2 separate regions of the Triticum aestivum genome follow, and region 1 is linked to region 2. The links are chromatin contacts, called in public Hi-C maps. All regions are on one chromosome and are shown on one strand. The core of a region is the stretch at or near the end of the contact, and the rest is flanking DNA. Distances in the headings are between cores, read along the strand shown. Region 1 holds the start of LOC123087021 (sulfite exporter TauE/SafE family protein 4). Region 2 has its middle 67 kb from the start of LOC123087021.

The links. Hi-C and Micro-C count contacts between places; a contact is called where the count stands out from the background.
Region 1: a contact with region 2 is called in a Hi-C map of leaf, with 4 times the contacts expected there. The contact joins the promoter of LOC123087021 here to the enhancer-like site in region 2. A contact is called at or near these places in 3 of 5 Hi-C or Micro-C datasets (leaf and an unstated tissue).

What each region holds. Positions count from the first base shown.
Region 1 is chr4A:569,228,748-569,232,196 of IWGSC CS RefSeq v2.1, reverse strand. LOC123087021 (sulfite exporter TauE/SafE family protein 4) reads right to left here and starts at 1,610. Exons shown (of 12, transcript XM_044508917.1): 1 at 1,185-1,610; 2 at 939-1,098; 3 at 623-823; 4 at 433-494; 5 at 291-345; 6 at 135-202. The coding sequence starts at 1,373.
Region 2 is chr4A:569,162,366-569,165,635 of IWGSC CS RefSeq v2.1, reverse strand. No RefSeq gene overlaps it. Among protein-coding and RNA genes, the nearest start is that of LOC123087021, 67 kb to the left of the region's middle. Within about 2 kb of position 2,000, at least 3 of the 8 cell types and tissues checked have an H3K27ac peak or open chromatin away from gene starts, as enhancers often do. A contact at or near this core is called in leaf, where this site is marked.

The DNA.
Region 1 (3,449 bases), core at 361-2,860, 67 kb before region 2:
AAATCATGTGATTGCTTCAAAAGGTGGATCTAACAGCATCCGATTGCTCTTATTTATATGTTCAGGTCGTAAAAGCCTCAGAACGGCTTAGGAAAGAACAATACAAACTACTGTAGCAGTTATTTGCGTCTTACCAAGCCAGACTTTTCAATGGGCTTAGATTGAGGCAGGAGAGGCTCCGCATAACTCGCGTCAAGAACCACTGCAGATATTGAGTCATAAATGACCACATGTTAAAAACGAGACAAATAAATATTGAGTGTAACTTCGATTTTAAGTAAAAGAATTACCATCGCTGGTGGCACTAGAAGACTTGGACTGGGCTTCTCGCTCCCTGGTCTTCATCTGCAATCATTCCCACAAGGATGTTTGTCACAACACAGTCCTGTTAAGGCAACTAACAGGGGCAGAGCCAATGTGACAAGAACTAACCAGGATCCTTGTCTCCTCCCTCCACATGAGGATGCCTTTGTAGAACGATCGCAAGGAAGTACCTGCAAGGAGTTGAGCACACCAAAAACACATCCACTTTAGTGATCCGACCAGACACACAAAAGGAGCTATGGCTTAATTAACGGCACGTTTTGGCGGCACGATCAAGCGAGGTCCCAAGGACACGAACCTACGAAGAGGATGATGATGAGGACGGTGATGAGCCAGTAGGGGAAGACGACGCTGAGCTCGACGCCGATGGTGATCCCGAGCATGAGCATGGGCTGGAAGAGCAGCGCGAGCTTGTAGTCGAGCACCGGCGCCTCCTTGGTCGGGTGCGACACCTGCAGGTTGTACCAGACCGACGACGCGGACGCCCCCATGATCATGCCTGCGGGCAAGCAAGACAAAAATTCCACGCGTGTCAGCAAATCGATCCATCTCGGGCCGTCAGACGCATGGGCCAGCGGTGGCCGTGGGCGCCACGAGTGCTCGAGCAGGCTTACATTTGGAGAGCGCGGCGGCGGACTTTGTGTCGAAGCCGAGGACGAGGTTGAGCAGGGGCACGAAGATGCCGCCGCCGCCCACGCCGCCGACGGTGCCGAACGCGGAGCCGAGGAAGCCGACGACGGTGGCCACCACCAGCCGCCAGTTGAACTCGAGATCCTGAAGCGCGCGGCGCAGAGGTCAGCCGACGAACACAACACGAGCATGCGCGCGGATGACATAGGCAAAAGAGCGAAGGGGCTTACGGGCCAGACGCGCGCGGAGCGCGATGAGAGGCGGGGCGCGCCATTGGGCGCGGCGGCGGGGTCGGCGGAGGAGACGACGAAGCAGGCGAGCACGGCGGCGCAGGCGGCCCCGGCGGCGACGTAGGCGAGGAACGCGCGCGTGCTCGTCCTGTTCAGGCGGCCGTAGAGGCCCGCGGGCGTGGACGCCATGCAACCACTAGATAACTGGCGGCGCGAAGCAAATCGCTGCACGGCTGCGTTCCGCTGGCGAGGAGCACCACGGCGCGGCGGGCGGCGAGAGGGGAGGTGGGAAGGAAATGGCGTGCGCTAGCCTCCGCCTGGCGATCTTATAGGCGGGATGGGATCGGGGCGGGGCGGGGGTGGATGGGAATTGAAGGAGGAGGAGGATGCGGAATTGGCGTCGCCTTCCTGCCTTGCTGGGCTCCGTCGCGACGGACTGGCCGCAGCGGGGCGGGGAGTATTTTTGGACTGCTTTGACTCGGCGCCGTAAATGGCATCCGGTAAAACGTTTCCTTCATTCATTCATTGACAGTGGATCTCGTTGTTTTTTACTCCGCATTTTATATAGCTCACCATTCATGCCGGTTTTTTTGTGTGAGGGGAGCAGTTCATGCCGGACACGTTGCCGCCAACCTGGCTGCCTCCGCAAATCTTCTCCACGGTGGCAATAGGTTACCTGGCAGTAAAAAAAAAAGCAATCGGTTACCTGGCAGTTGAAAAAAAAAGTAATAGGTTACCTGGTCAGTTCGAAAAAAAAAACAATGGGTTACCTGGAGTATACTACACTGCTAGGGAACAAAAACTGGGAGTAGAGAGAAACTCTGTCACCGCAGATTTTTACTTCCACGTAACTTTCGTGCCGTGATACACTAGCCGGTGGCTTATGCTTGACGTCTGCATTGCTTGTATTTCTCCACGCTCTTTTTTAGATTCATTCAAGAAAAGCTGTTATCCGGAGTGTATTGTCTTGGTATTCCCCACTCTTGTTAGGTTCGATGTCCGGAGTATATTCTCTTCACATACAGCACTTTCTTTCGGGCGGTGCCCTTACGGAAGCTAGCAGCTCCAAAAAGGTCTTTGTCAGAGTTATACATCACATGATGCACGTCTTCAGGCTTCGCTTTGTTTCGTACCATTATGAGATATGATTGGTATACGTCAGTGGCGGAGCAAGAAAAATAGTATCAACATGGCCTAATGATGTTAAAACTGCTTGGGGAGGGCCAAGGCAATGAAAAACATGGTTTGGACAGGAAATAACCATTTATTTTAGCACTGTTCGTTAGCAAATTAGCACTACATCTCTGCCGTCACGGGGGCCAGGCCCCTGCTGGTCCCCCCTGTCTCCACCACTGATTATACGTTGAAGTCTTTTTATGTATGCATGTTTTGATGTGTCGTGAACTTCGATGGCAATCATTATAAATTATGAAATTGGTAAAAAAGGACACGTGAGCGTTACAATGTTTCTGTAAAACAAGTAAACAACTAAGCACGTAACAAGATAGGCTAACCGCCGTTGGAAGAGTTGGTACAAAAATTGAAAATACAAACTCGTGTTTTCAACTAAAAGTCCAATCTTTACATGTTTGTGTAAGATAAGTTAGAGTGCATGGCTCCATGCATGCGTTGCTTGATAGGAATGACAATTTTCATGGACTAATTATTTCATTGATATGTATTTGAAGAAAAATTCTGTAGACAATGCATTTTCTTCTCGAGAGCGTTGTACGATTTACACAAGGTTCCCACGGGAACCAGACTGGCCATAAACGGCATGCAGACTACTCGCGAAAGAGGAAACAACTAGATCTGTGCAAGCGAATATCCGCCAAGGCTAGGTTTGTCAATTCTCGGTAGGTCATCATTTTGCCATACGCGGCGGTTCCTCTCCTTCTAATGTTCCAGAGCAAGTATATCATATGATCCCACTGCGCTCCCGCGTGTTTCGCTTGGAGGCACTCGCAAGGAACCCTTCCCACCACAGATTTATGGAAGAATCAACGTTAGGCGGGCTTGGGATGGTCAGCCCTCAGAGGCATTGAAAGTCCTTCACACTTCTGTACACTAGTAGAAAACGGAGCTTTAAAACCGGTTCGTAAGGGCTTTTAGTGCCGGTTCCATAACCGGCACTAATTGGTGGGCACTAAAGCCCCCCCCCCTTTAGTACCGGTTCGGCACGAACCGGTGCTAAAGTGCCACCACGTGGCGTGAGCTCGCGCCCTGGTATGGGGGACCTTTAGTACCAGTTGGTGTTACCAACCG
Region 2 (3,270 bases), core at 751-3,250:
GGTGCACCCCTGCAGGGAAGTTAATCTATTCGAATAGCCGTGATCTTCGGTAACAGGACGACTTGGAGTTGTACCTTGACCTTATGACAACTAGAACCGGATACTTAATAAAACACACCCTTCCAAGTGCCAGATACAACCGGTGGTCGCTCTACCTCAGGGATATGAGGAGGGGATCGCCGGGTAGGATTATGCTATGCGATGCTATTTGGAGATGCTACTTGGAGATGCTACTTGGAGGACTTCAATCTACTCTCTTCTACTTGATGCAAGACGGTGGCTGCGAGAAGCGTAGTCTTCGACAGGATTAGTTATCCCCCTCTTATTCTGGCATTCTGCAGTTCAGTCCACTGATATGGCCTCCTTACACATATACCCATGCATATGTAGTGTAGTTCCTTGCTTGCGAGTACTTTGGATGAGTACTCACGGTTGCTTTCTCCCCCCTTTTTCCCCTTTCCTTTCTTTCTGGTTGTCGCAACCAGTGCTGGAGTCCAGGAGCCAGACGCCACCGTCGACGACGACCCCTACTACACTGGAGGTGACTACTACTACGTGCTGCCCGCTGATGACGACCTGGAGTAGTTTAGGAGGATCCCAGGCAGGAGGCCTGCGCCTCTTTCGATCTGTATCCCAGTTTGTGCTAGCCTTCTTAAGGCAAACTTGTTTAACTTATGTCTGTACTCAGATATTGTTGCTTCCGCTGACTCGTCTATGATCGAGCACTTGTATTCGAGCCCTCGAGGCCCCTGGCTTGTATTATGATGCTTGTATGACTTATTTATGTTTTAGAGTTGTGTTGTGATATCTTCCCGTGAGTCCCTGATCTTGATCGTACACGTTTGCGTGCATGATTAGTGTACGATTGAATCGGGGGCGTCACAATGAACAAAGGAAGTGATGGAAGAAAAACTCGTCTCCACCGTGCATACCTTTGTTGGCAAAAGGTCGAACACCTTGCGGTCGTGGTGGCGAAGAGGCCGCGATGATCACCTCGACGCAGCAGGGTGGTTGCCGGCCGGCTACAGGCCGCTCTGGAGCTCTCGTCGGAATCTGCCTCGGCCGTCGTGGTACGTCGCCGGCAGTCGTGTCCGACTGCCACCGGCAAGGACGGCCACGACCAAACCTCCTCCGATCGACGACCAAAACTACGGCGGAAGCGCGGGCGTGGTGGCGGCCATGTCGAGACGTGATTTGGTATGGACGGTGGGGGGGGGGGCTGCGCGGTGAGGAGGCGGCCGAAGAATAGCGGCGGCGCCGGCGGCGGGGCGGGGCGGGGAGAGAGGGTGAAGCGTTGGGAGCAGAGGGACTGCTAGTGTCCCCGACAGGCGGGCCAGGGGAGGACAAGCGCGCGCGTCCCGCCCGTCCGCGTGGTGTCCGTTTCACCCCAAAACCGGCGCAAGTTTGGGCCGGGAATGGGTCGAAAGCGGACACAAAGCGGACAAAAGTCCGTTTGCTCCCGCGCGCTGGGCCGCCTTTTTTGTCCCTTTTACCCTAAACAAACGGGGCCGGACAGGGTAGGGTCGCGCGGTGGAGTTGGCCTGACTTCCTGTGGAGCACGTCCCGCACAGGAGTAATGTCGCTGGCCGGCTGCAGAGCACAGCACGTGCTGTTTAGGATACGTGGTGCTCGGATTTGATCGAAATGGCGAAGGGCCCAGCTCGCTCGTACCACTGCCATTTAGTGCAAGAATAGACCGCAGTGCAGACATCAATCCTGTGGATATTTTCATATGCCAGCACATGCATGCACGGCTGGCTTATCTGGCACATACCGCTCGAGGTGTTCCGTTCCTGCGGCGTAGGAGCACGGATGATTGCTTGCAAACCGGAGCACTGCTCTTTCAGACAATCGGACATCGTACTCAGCTTCGCTTGCGCGCCGATCCTGTCAAAGCTATCATGGATTTGTTTGGTGATCATGTTCGACTTGCGTTCCTCGGCTGGCAGGCCCTGCCGCCTGGCGATGCGTGGAGGTGGACGTGCGCGCCGCCCGGCGGGGGCCACCGCCGTCCACATCACCCGACAGAGTGGACGGCCGAGCGCCACCTCAGGCCCTGCCAATCCGATGTAGTACCACCCGCTGTTATCTTTGCGCAGACACATCTCCGTATATTTACTTAAAATACTTGTCAATGGCAGCTCGGGCGTATCTCCTCCGTTCTTTCTTTTCTCCTTGTGTTGCTGTCGCGTATGAGCTCCGCATTGTTGACTGACTGGCCTGGCCCGGGGAAACCTCTCTTGCGCTGCACTACACGAACTGAGCTGGGCTGGGGCCGACCACGGAGCGTCTCGTACACAGACGCTGACGGCGGTTGCCGGTCCGTCTACGTACGTCTGCGTTCGTGAGCTCCTGTCCGGGTTCTTGTTTATATACTCTCTTTTTTTTTGAGGGTAAAAACCATATTCTTGTTTATATACTCAACAGGAACCACTGTGGGGTCTCTCCTCTCCGCATGATCCCTAATCCATCTAGACCAGAGTCGCCGTCGCATCCTTTGCCGCAGTCGCCGCCGCCGCCGCTGCAGTCTTCTCCGTCGTTCTTCACCGGCTGATCGTCCGCTTCCGCTGTCATCTCCTTCGTCCGCCGCCTGCCCCTATTCTGAGTTTCTGACACGGGATTGAGGGAGTGCGGCCGGCAGCCAAACGACGCAGGTACGTCTCCAATCCCCCTTTTCTTCTGCTCGCCGCTGCTCATATTCTCTCATGTTGATTTCTTTTTGTTTCTCGTGTCAATCTATTTTGTTCTAGTGGAAGTGGTCAGCATTAACAGTTAATTAATCACTGTTCAATATCTTAGCTGCCAGGAACCGTTGATGTCAGCAGAACAATCGTTGGTCTCACCGTGTACAATGTCTCCTCCATGTTTATCCCGGTCAAGCTGCGATGGCATGGATAATACATACATATACTTCACTGTCTAAACTCAACAAACTTGCTAATTCATTCTTTGCAGAAGGAAGTAGGAACCACTTCGGCATAGGAAAAAACGAGACTGACAGGAAACCATTGGAGATGATGGAATGTTTCCTGATTGCTTCTTGTTCGACTACATCCACAAGGCACGAGAAGCAGGGAATAATTCAAAAATGGTCTCTTTCTGTCAATTGATTTCACGCTAATGAATGTTGATGTTGTGATTTTCTCTAATTCACGGCGCGCGTGAGCTATGGTTTGATAATGTAAGATAACTTGGGATCTGTACAAGCAGCCAGAAGGGGCTTTGTTGATCAAGTGTTAACATCTAGAACAAGCTGAAGCTTTAGCTATA